Linked DNA regions of Mus musculus: all the other regions are linked to region 2. Evidence: chromatin contacts called from public HiChIP or PLAC-seq and promoter capture Hi-C data. All regions are on one chromosome and are shown on one strand. Each heading gives the region's core, a stretch centred on a gene start, on an enhancer-like site or on the middle of the called end of the contact. The rest is flanking DNA. Distances are from core to core; before and after follow the strand shown.

Evidence for each region. Promoter capture Hi-C pulls out the DNA fragments that hold promoters and counts their contacts. HiChIP or PLAC-seq counts read pairs in DNA pulled down with a chosen protein or histone mark.
Region 1: a promoter capture Hi-C map of embryonic stem cells shows a contact between it and region 2, with 2.9 times the contacts expected there. The contact joins the enhancer-like site here to the promoter of Rab5c in region 2. A contact is called at or near these places in 2 of 39 promoter capture datasets (embryonic stem cells and pre-B cells), 3 of 115 datasets of contacts at active chromatin or transcription factors (bone marrow-derived macrophages, embryonic stem cells and stem cell-derived neural progenitor cells) and 2 of 9 other capture datasets (adipose tissue and pancreatic islet).
Region 3: a contact with region 2 is called in an H3K4me3 HiChIP or PLAC-seq map of the SCID.adh cell line, with 22 read pairs. The contact joins the enhancer-like site here to the promoter of Rab5c in region 2. A contact is called at or near these places in 8 of 39 promoter capture datasets (the C10 cell line, the SN4741 cell line, cranial neural crest and 4 more), 1 of 15 datasets of contacts at CTCF or cohesin (large pre-B cells), 9 of 484 Hi-C or Micro-C datasets (the G1E-ER4 cell line, the HPC-7 cell line, LSK cells and 5 more), 12 of 115 datasets of contacts at active chromatin or transcription factors (the HPC-7 cell line, the SCID.adh cell line, T-cell acute lymphoblastic leukemia and 7 more) and 4 of 9 other capture datasets (adipose tissue, embryonic stem cells, liver and 1 more).

What each region holds. Positions count from the first base shown.
Region 1 is chr11:100,492,682-100,495,902 of GRCm38.p6, forward strand. It overlaps Acly (ATP citrate lyase), which reads right to left. Exons shown (of 28, transcript NM_134037.3): 16 at 3,179-3,221; 17 at 1,203-1,399; 18 at 856-937. Among named protein-coding and RNA genes, the nearest start is that of Mir7116, 16 kb to the left of the region's middle. Within about 2 kb of position 1,255, at least 20 of the 459 cell types and tissues checked have an H3K27ac peak or open chromatin away from gene starts, as enhancers often do. A contact at or near this core is called in embryonic stem cells and pancreatic islet, where this site is marked.
Region 2 is chr11:100,736,766-100,739,618 of GRCm38.p6, forward strand. It overlaps Rab5c (RAB5C, member RAS oncogene family), which reads right to left and starts at 1,450. Exons shown (of 6, transcript NM_024456.5): 1 at 1,313-1,450.
Region 3 is chr11:100,890,282-100,893,305 of GRCm38.p6, forward strand. Stat3 (signal transducer and activator of transcription 3) reads right to left here. Exons shown (of 24, transcript NM_213659.3): 21 at 2,793-3,005. Among named protein-coding and RNA genes, the nearest start is that of Stat5a, 32 kb to the left of the region's middle. Within about 2 kb of position 1,565, at least 71 of the 459 cell types and tissues checked have an H3K27ac peak or open chromatin away from gene starts, as enhancers often do. A contact at or near this core is called in the G1E-ER4 cell line, the HPC-7 cell line, the P5424 cell line and 4 more, where this site is marked.

The DNA.
Region 1 (3,221 bases), core at 5-2,504, 240 kb before region 2:
GACCGGCCCTACAACAGGAAAAACCGCGCACGTAACACATGCGCAGAAAGGAAAAAAGAGCCCCACAAAAACACAACAACCCCATGAAATAAAAGTCGGCTACAAAATCAGGACACAAACCTGGGCTACGTAACAGGTAGTGAGTTTAACTTCTCCCCGAAAGATTCATCCTAGGTATGTAAGGAATTACGAAGGGACGGTCAGTGTCTTAAGGCCGTTCGTGCCTGGGTGTCCCTTTCTAATCTGTGATGACGAAGGATTAGAGCCTCTCCCAGAAGAACAAGTAAGGAATGGGCTTATAGAACTCTTCTGGAGCTTTAAATAAATAAATAAATAAATAAATAAATAAATAAAAAGGAGGCCCTCCCAGGGGTTGGGTAGATGCCCCAGCAGTTAACAGCCCTTGCTACTCTTCTAGAGGACTGGGCTTCAGTTCCTAGCACCCAAATGGTGGATCACACACATCTATGAGTCCATTTCCAGGAGACTGGCACCTCACTGACTGCTGCAGGCAGGAGGCATAGGCACACATGGTGTACGTGGTGTGCAGACACACAAAGGCAAAACCGCACATATACATAAGATTAAAAAAAAAAATGAAAATTATAAAAGAAGCTGGCCTCACTGCTCCAGCCGTCTTTCCCAGCGAGTGGAGACAGTTCCTCCTTCACTGCTGCTCACGGCCAACAGAGCAAACTCTCAGCCCCAGAATCTTACCGGCTGTACCACCAGGACGATTGCTTTAAGGTGTACAGTGCCAGGGTGCTTGAATTCTTAAAAATGCAAATCCCAGACTACCTTTATAATCAAAAGGAGACCCCTCCCTCAAAAACAACAATGGCAACAACAACGTACCTCCCCAAGAACTACGATCATCTTGACTCCTGGAGTGTCCTGGTAGCGCAGCACGTGATCCATGAATGTGGACCCAGGGTACCTGTGGGGGGCAGGGAGGACAGAGGATCAAGGGACAGCCTGGGGAGGTGTGGGAGCATGTGAGAAGCACTCCACTACATACACGGATTGTTCATGGGTGTCAGATTCAGCAGCTCAGGCTAATGGAAATAGGTGTGGGGCGTTAAGAGCAGTTCCCCTCAACAAACTTACACAACTTCATTAGGGCCTCAGGGTTTGGGCAGTGAGTAACACACCATGGATGCTGCCGCTAACTAACTCCACTGTAGAAGATTCCCAGCTCCTACCTGTCCCCGCCGATGGCCACGCCCTCATAGACACCATCTGTGGTCCGAGAGATGATGTTATTGAGTTCATTAGACATGCCTCCTGAACGTGAGACGTAGGCCACGCTGCCTGGGCGGTACAGTTTGGAGGCCAGGATGTTGTCCAGCATTCCACCAGTATTCCCGATCTTAAAGCATCCAGGCTTAATGCCCCCAACCTTCAGAGGCAGAAACAGCAGTTAAGGCGAACCAGGGTGCCGGAGGAACAATGAAACCCTACCTTACCTGCCCTGTGCCTCTGTCTAAAGTGGAGAGAAGTGGCTGGAAGGATTACACTGTTGGGAGCCGCCCCCACATTCGCCGTCACAAGATGGCGCTGACATCCTGTGTTCTAAGTGGTAAACAAATAATCTGCGCATGTGCCAAGAGTAATTTTCCACTACATGTACTCTGCCTTTACTCGGCCATGGGCTGCAGCCAATCAGGGAGTGATGCGTCCTAGGCGAAGGATAATTCTCCTTAAAAGGGGACGGGGTTTCCGCCATTCTCTCTCTTACTTGAGCTCTCTTGCTTGCGCTTTTGCGCTCTGCGCTCTGGCGCGCTGGCTCCTAAAGATGTAAGCGGGGGGGGGGGGGGGGGGCCTTTCGTTTTTGGGGCTTGGGGCTTGCGCTCCTGGCTCCTGAAGATGTAAGCAATAAAGTTTTGCCGCAGAAGATTCTGGTTTGTTGTGTTCTTCCTGGCCGGTCGTGAGAACGCGTTTAAGATTACACCTGCCCATGAAGAACCTCTTCCCTCCCTTAGGACACTCTGCGAGACGTGTGTCTAAGACAAGGCTCTATACTCAGTTCTACACCAGTCTGCTTAACAGTACGTCCTCTCCCTTACATCATGGGTTACAACACCCAGCAAAGATGTGCCTGCCACACAGCTGGGCTTCTCTAGGTACAATGACATCTTGCTTATTACAAACAATCCTTTACTCATTACAAAATGGTATTTCAGCATCCCTATCCAGCACGTATGAGGTCCTCAGAGAGTCTCTAGCACCAGGGTGGGGAAGAAAGAATCCTAGCTCCTACTTTTTTTTGTTTGTTTTTTGAGACAGTATCACACTATGCAGCCCTAGTTAGCCTGAAAATCATTATGGAGACTATCCTTGAACGAAAAGAGATCTGCCTGCATCTGGCTCCCAAGTACTGAAAATAAAGATGTTACCACCACCACACAAAGCCTTAGCTTCAAATTTTTATTTAAATTTATTTTCGTTTTATGACTCTGGGTATTTTTGCTTATTTTGTGTGTATGTACTATATGCCAAGTCCAGAAGACGACGGCAGATGCTCTGGACTGGGGTTACAGAGGTTGTGAGCTGCCATCTAGGTGCTGGAAACAGAGCCTGGGTTTTCCACAAGAGCAACAAGGGCTCTTAAACACCCAGCCATCTCTCCAGCCCCAGCTTCAATGTTTACACAACAACTAAATTAAGACAAACAGAGCAATTTCTTCTAATGTGAAGTTCTGAGTAAAAAAATAAGCCCCCAGATAGCTTTTTAATTTGGCATATAGTTAATGGAATAATTAAACACTACATGATAGTTGCATTTAAGGACAAAAGCATTAAAAACAACAAATATCACCCATTAACCCCTTGTTAACTATGAAAGGAATAAGACGGTGACAAGGGACCTTTACAAACCAGGGGGCCGGGAGGCTGGAGATGGCTCAGTGGTTAAGAGCAGTGGTTAAGAGTTTAGTCAGTTTCATAACAGCTAGTCATTGTCCTCTGATACCTGTAACCCCAGCACTGAGGGAGGCAGACAGCAAGGTCACTTAGGGCTTGCAGGCTTCTGGTCTAATCAATAAACTATAAAAGCCCCAGGTTCAGGGAGAGACCCTGCCTCAAAGGAATAAGATGGAGAATAACAGAGACTCCTTGACATCCACCCTGGCTTCATACATACACACACATACACACACACACACACACACACACTCACCGTAGCTGGCCCAATGATGGTCACTCCCTTCTGGTCGGCCTTC
Region 2 (2,853 bases), core at 200-2,699:
AAGGACTGAATGGCTTTCCCACTCTTCCTCCACTGCAAGACAGCAAGGGTCAGCTGTGGCTTCAGAATCAGGCTACTCCTCAGGAAGGCAGTCTCTAACCTGTACTTTGGCCGCATAACAAGAGAACCTTCCAGCTTGGTCAGAGATACCAGCCATTTCACACACTTAAGTCCCAAGGAAAACACAAGAATCCTGTGTCAATACAGTAGGGGAACTGGCACTTTCCAGCACACATAAGCAATTCCTTTACGGACGAAAACTATACCTGCCACGGTGATGTGGACTAACTGCTCTGTGAAAAAGTCCAAGCCAAGAGGGGAGTGGAGACTCTGGTGAGGAATGGACCTGTTGCTCAAGTGTATAGTGGTGTGTGATTCAGGGTGGTTAAGAGATGGTGCCTCAATTTCACACTACTCCTATTTGGTCTATTCTCCACCCCTATAGATAAGCAGGCAGCAGTCTCTCTAAGGAAACCACTCACATGCTCTGGAAGGACAGGGCTGGGCCTGAAGCAGGGGGGAAGGAGGAGGGGAGACAGAAGATAATGAATGGGCAGATCCTCCCTGATCTGTGATCTGTCCCTAGGATTGAGCAGAGCTCAGCTAAATTCTTTAGAGGCAGGAAGACGAACACACACTGAGAGAACTTAAGACAGGGCTGGGGGCATAACGTGCAGTCCAAGGAGAAGGCTGCCATTCCGTCTAAGTGACCCAGAATTCAAACTCTGCTGAGGTCCTCGTAAGCTCAAGAGGAAGTAAGGAACTGTAAGCGCGCAAAAACACTTCTGTGCGTGTACAACACTCTCATTCCGACATCCCCCCCCCCCCATCCCCGCATCTCCGAAAGGAAATCGAGATAAAGATAATTTCAGGGCTGCAGGGGGACAACTGGGTTTTTGGTTGGGATTGGGGAGTGGGAGGCGTAGAACACAGGAAAGGAAAACCAGGAGAGACAGCACTCTCCGTCACCTCTAAAAGAGAAGGGGGACAGGTTCCTTCGCACCTGGTAAAGACTCTTTGATTTTGAAAGCTGAGGGGGTGGGGAGCGGAACTTAAGAGTCCCTCTCTCCCACAAGTGGACTGGACAGGCCAGAGGAGAGCCTCAAAAGACTCCCAAAGGCTCCCGAAGGACAGGTTAGCGAAGGAAAGAGGAGCTCCCCCTTTGGCCTGACGCCCTGGTGAGCCCCTAAGAGGGGGCTACGGGTCGGGGGAGGGGTCAGTGTCCCCCTAAGCTAAGGTTGGGCAGGAGGAAAGGGTACCCCAGGGAGGCTACCACACAAGTGAGACACTGGCCCTGGGACAGGCACACTCACCGCGGCTCCGGGCAGCAGCGTTACTTTGGGCCGGGGCTTCCACAGACTCCGCTCCTCTCCCCCCCACCCCCGGCGGTGTCCCAGGCTCCGGCCTCCACTTCCGCCTTTCAGCCGCTCCGGATCCGGATCTTCAGCTCTGCCCCGCCTCTCTATATTCCCAGGTGACTGACAGAAAGAACAGACCAATGGGAGACACTCCGATCCTACCCACAATCAACGCGGGAAAGGAGGGAGAGTGCGCGCGAGGGATGGCGGGACTTGTAGTTCTCCGCACAGGGAGGAGCCGGGGGCTGCCTGGCACTTGGGTTTTGGGTGGAACCGGCTGCCGGTGGGGCGGAGCCGGTCCAGGCCTGCTTATCGCGTCACTGCCAGTTCCAAGTGCCGCGAGGGAAGGCGTGTGGCTGAGCTTTCCAAGAGAGCAGACAGAGGGCTGTTCATGCAGAATTGAGAAAGGAAAAATATGATGTTCACGTAGCCGCGCAGACCGGTCGTGTGCCCTCGGCAACTTGGAGAAGCCAAGCCCGCCCAGGAGGCTGATTGTTGAGGACATTCTATTATAGGAAAGGCGATGGAGTCAGGTGTAATGGCTCGATCCGAAGGCAGAGGCTTGCAGATCTCTGTGAGTAACAGCTAGGGTTATGTAGTAAGATCCTGGCTTAAAAAAAAAAAAAAAAAAGAAAAGAAAAGAAAAAGAAAAAAGAAAGAAAAAAAAAAGGTGATGAAATCTCTGAGAGCTCTATAGAATGGGCTCTCTGGGGGCTAGCGAAACGGCTCGACAGGTGAAGATGCTTGCAGCCAAGCCTGACTGAGTGCCGTGCCCAGGACTCACATGGAGTAAGACAGACTCCCACTAGTTGTCTTTTGACAACCACCCATCCACCCTCCCTCCCGCTAAATACTTGAAGAAATGTAATTTTTTTTTTTTAAAAGAAGGAGTTGTCTAGAGGATACTAAATGGTTGAAAAGGAGACCTGCTGCTGCCAAGGGTTGCTCTCACTCTCTCTTCCTTTCACATGGGCTCTCACTATGTAGTCCTGATTGGCCTGGAACTTACTTTGTAGATGGGTTGTATTTGAATTCACAGAGATCCTCCTGCCTCTACTTCTGGAGTGCTGGGATTAAACACATGTGCAACCACCACGACAGACTAAGCTTTCTTTCTTAGGCTCTGTTCCCAAATATACCAGACCCCCTCATCTCCCTCACTCTGCCCCCAGTCAGAATTAGCGCTCCTTCAAAGACTACCTGTGTTCTCTCTACCCGTCACTATAGATGAAAACCACTAACCCTTCTACCACAGGTCAGTTCTGTTTCTGTTGCTTCTAATTCCTTCTGTATGAATTAGGACCACTTTTTGTTTGTTTGTTTTTTGTTTTTTGTTTTTCGAGACAGGGTGTCTCTGTGTAGCCCTAGCTGTCCTGGAACTCACTTTGTAGACCAGGCTGTCCTCGAACTCAGAAATCCTCCTGCCTCTGCCTCCCTAGCGCTGGGACTAAAGGCATGCGCCACCACGCCCGGCATGAATTAGGACCACTTCTGTT
Region 3 (3,024 bases), core at 315-2,814, 150 kb after region 2:
CTGGGCTTGAACTCAGAAATCCGCCTGCCTCTGCTTCCCAAGTGCTGGGATTAAAGGTGTGCACCACCACTGCCCGGCCTACCGCCAACTCTTGTGCATCCTTCCCCACCCTGCCTGAGCGACCAACCATCTTTGTGTAGCGTTAGGCTTCTCCTGTGACCTGGTCACACTTGTGAATTGACTTCCCTGTTTGGTGACCAGCCCAGACACCAACAGGACTAAATGCTTACGTGCTGGAGGCTCCAAAGCCACTTCCAATCAGGAAAACATACCCCAGCCACTGGGAGACAGGACACCAGGTCCGAGAACATGTGCAACAGCCAGGAAACCTGGCCAAGGCGCCATCTCTTTCATGTGTGGGACAGAGAAAGAGACAGGACTGGCTGTCTTCCATCTCTGCCGTTTATGTTGGAAATGTGAGGACTGAAATGTTAGGCCAAGAAATCTGGAAGCCCTGGGGACACTGGCATGAAGCCCTGGGGGTTCAGTTAATGATGCTCGCAGCGGGCCTGGGGCTGTGTGGGTAGGCTAAGAAAAGCACAGACAGAACACTGGGGCTTACAAGCATCCAGCAAGACAAACCCCTGGGAGAAGCCATTAGAAAGTGCTCTTAGATGAATATGCAAGCTCATTTGTGGCCAAGAAACAGGTTAACTCAGCACAGAAGCAAAGGAATTATTGAGGCAACTGTGCTGCCTACAGTTCTAGAAAAGGTCTCTAGAGTGAGAACTGTCACCTTAAAGAGACAGAGGGGATCAGGGAGATGGCTTAGTGCTTAAGTCATCTGTCACCAAGCCTGAGCTCTGTCCTCAGGGGCTACATGGTAGAAGGAGAGAGCTGACACCCTCAAGGTCCTCCAACAAGGACCACCCCCAACACACATGCATACACAATAAGTTAGAGCGGAGAAGAGAAGACTTTCATTCTCCAGTGGTCAAGAGAGAAATATTCTTTGACCCGGCCCGAGGTAGGAGTGCGGGACACAGACTGGAGATGGAAGAGAGAAGGAACATCCTGTTGCTGCCTGGTGAACTTGCTCAAAATCCCTCCAGAGGAGCACAGGGTATATTACAGCCTCCTGACAGACAAGGAAGACCCAGGACGAGGCTCCGGGGAGGTCTCTACTGCAATACTCCTGTAGCAGGGGCAGAGGACAGGGACATACAGGCTCACCTCCCTAAGGGGATCATCTGAACCCCCTACCCTTCCATCATCGGGCTCCGGAGCCCCCAGTGCACTCTCCCTAGGCTCACAGGCAAGCCCATCAGGCAGTGGGCTCCTTTCTCATGCCCAGGCCTTGCCCCTGAGGAATGTCTCTGGGCAGCCTACACAGGAATGGTGATGGAGGTGGATGCCTGACCAGGGGCCTGGATCTTGAAAGCAAAATTAGTCAAAAGGATCAGTGCTCGGACTTCAAAGTCCTCTGTGAAAAGAACAAAGACCAGTGTGAGAGGGACTGATAAACAGATCTTCCAACTGAAGGCAAGGTGGAAGCAGAGATAAGGGACAGACAGGAAGTGAGAGCTGAACTCCTCCACAGAATGAAGAGAACTCAACAGCAGAACAAAGGGAAAGGAAAGTAACCGTCAACAAGCGACTCCTCCAAGAATGGTGGGCAGAGCCGGGGAAGCTGTGTGCAGGTGCTATGTGAACAGAAGCGGTTGGTGAAAAAACACCAGAGCAAGGAGGCCGGCTCACACAAGGCACCTCAGAGCAAGGAGGCCGGCTCACACAGGGCACCTCAGAGCAAGGAGGCCGGCTCACACAGGGCACCTCAGAGCAAGGAGGCCGGCTCACACAGGGCACCTCAGAGCAAGGAGGCCGGCTCACACAGGGCACCTCGGAGCTCAGCATGTGCAATGATCAACAACAGTCTTAGAAAACCAGACTCCTCACCAGCATAAGGACAGAGGCAAGCGTCAATGCAACAAGTTTGAAATGGCTTCAGACCAGACACCTCTGACTCTTTACACTGGGACCGCCCCAGACACTACAGACTTAACACAACATAATTTCTATTTTTCATATAATTTATACCAGCAGTTCTCAACCTTCTGAATGCTATGACCCTTTAATACAGCTCCTCATGTTGTGGTGACCCCAACCATACATTACTTTTTCTTACTACTTCATAGCTGTAATTTTGCTACAGTTATGAATCATAATGGAAATCTCTGTTTTCCTATAGTCTTAAGCGCTCCGTGAAAGGCTGAGAAATGCTGATTTACAGCCACACGCACTCCCACAGAGTAGATGCATCTTGTTTCTAAATGCCAAGTCCACATTCCCTCCAGTCATCATCTCTGGAACATCAACACCTCCAGCTTGATGTCAGCTCTGCCCCAGGCTGCCAACAGCCACTGCCCCAGAAAGCCTTTCTTCAGACTCCTGGCACTGCTCACTCAGGACAGCAAAGCATGCTGGACTCAAATCTGTCTCGGGTCTTCTGGAACCCACTGACTGGAGAAGCACCAGAGAGACCTGCCTTCATTTCTCTTTCTAGTGTTTTAAAGTGGCGGGGTGGGAGGGAGGGGGAGATGGAAAGGGAGAAGAGAGGAAGAGGGAGAGATACTATTTTCATCTTCAGACTTCCAAGCTCCCTGAGGGCTGATTCTGTCCTCCTCTTGAATCCTGAGTTAGTCACCCTGTCAAGGAACCCAATAAACCACTCTTTCCCAAAAGAAGGAATCACCAAGCCCTGCTCCCACAAGATACTCAGCCATGTCCTTGTCTCTCCAAGGATGCGTACTTTCTCACTAGGAAGGAAGGCAAAGCCATGGAAAGTCAACAACTACCTGGGTCGGCTTCGGGGTGCTCCTGGCTCTCGGGCCTACAGTACTTTCCAAATGCCTCCTCCTTGGGAATGTCGGGGTAGAGGTAGACAAGTGGAGACACCAGGATGTTGGTCGCATCCATGATCTTATAGCCCATGATGATTTCAGCAAATGACATGTTGTTCAGCTGCTGCTTGGTGTATGGCTCTACAGACTGGATCTGGGTCTTGCCTGTCACGGACCATGGAAG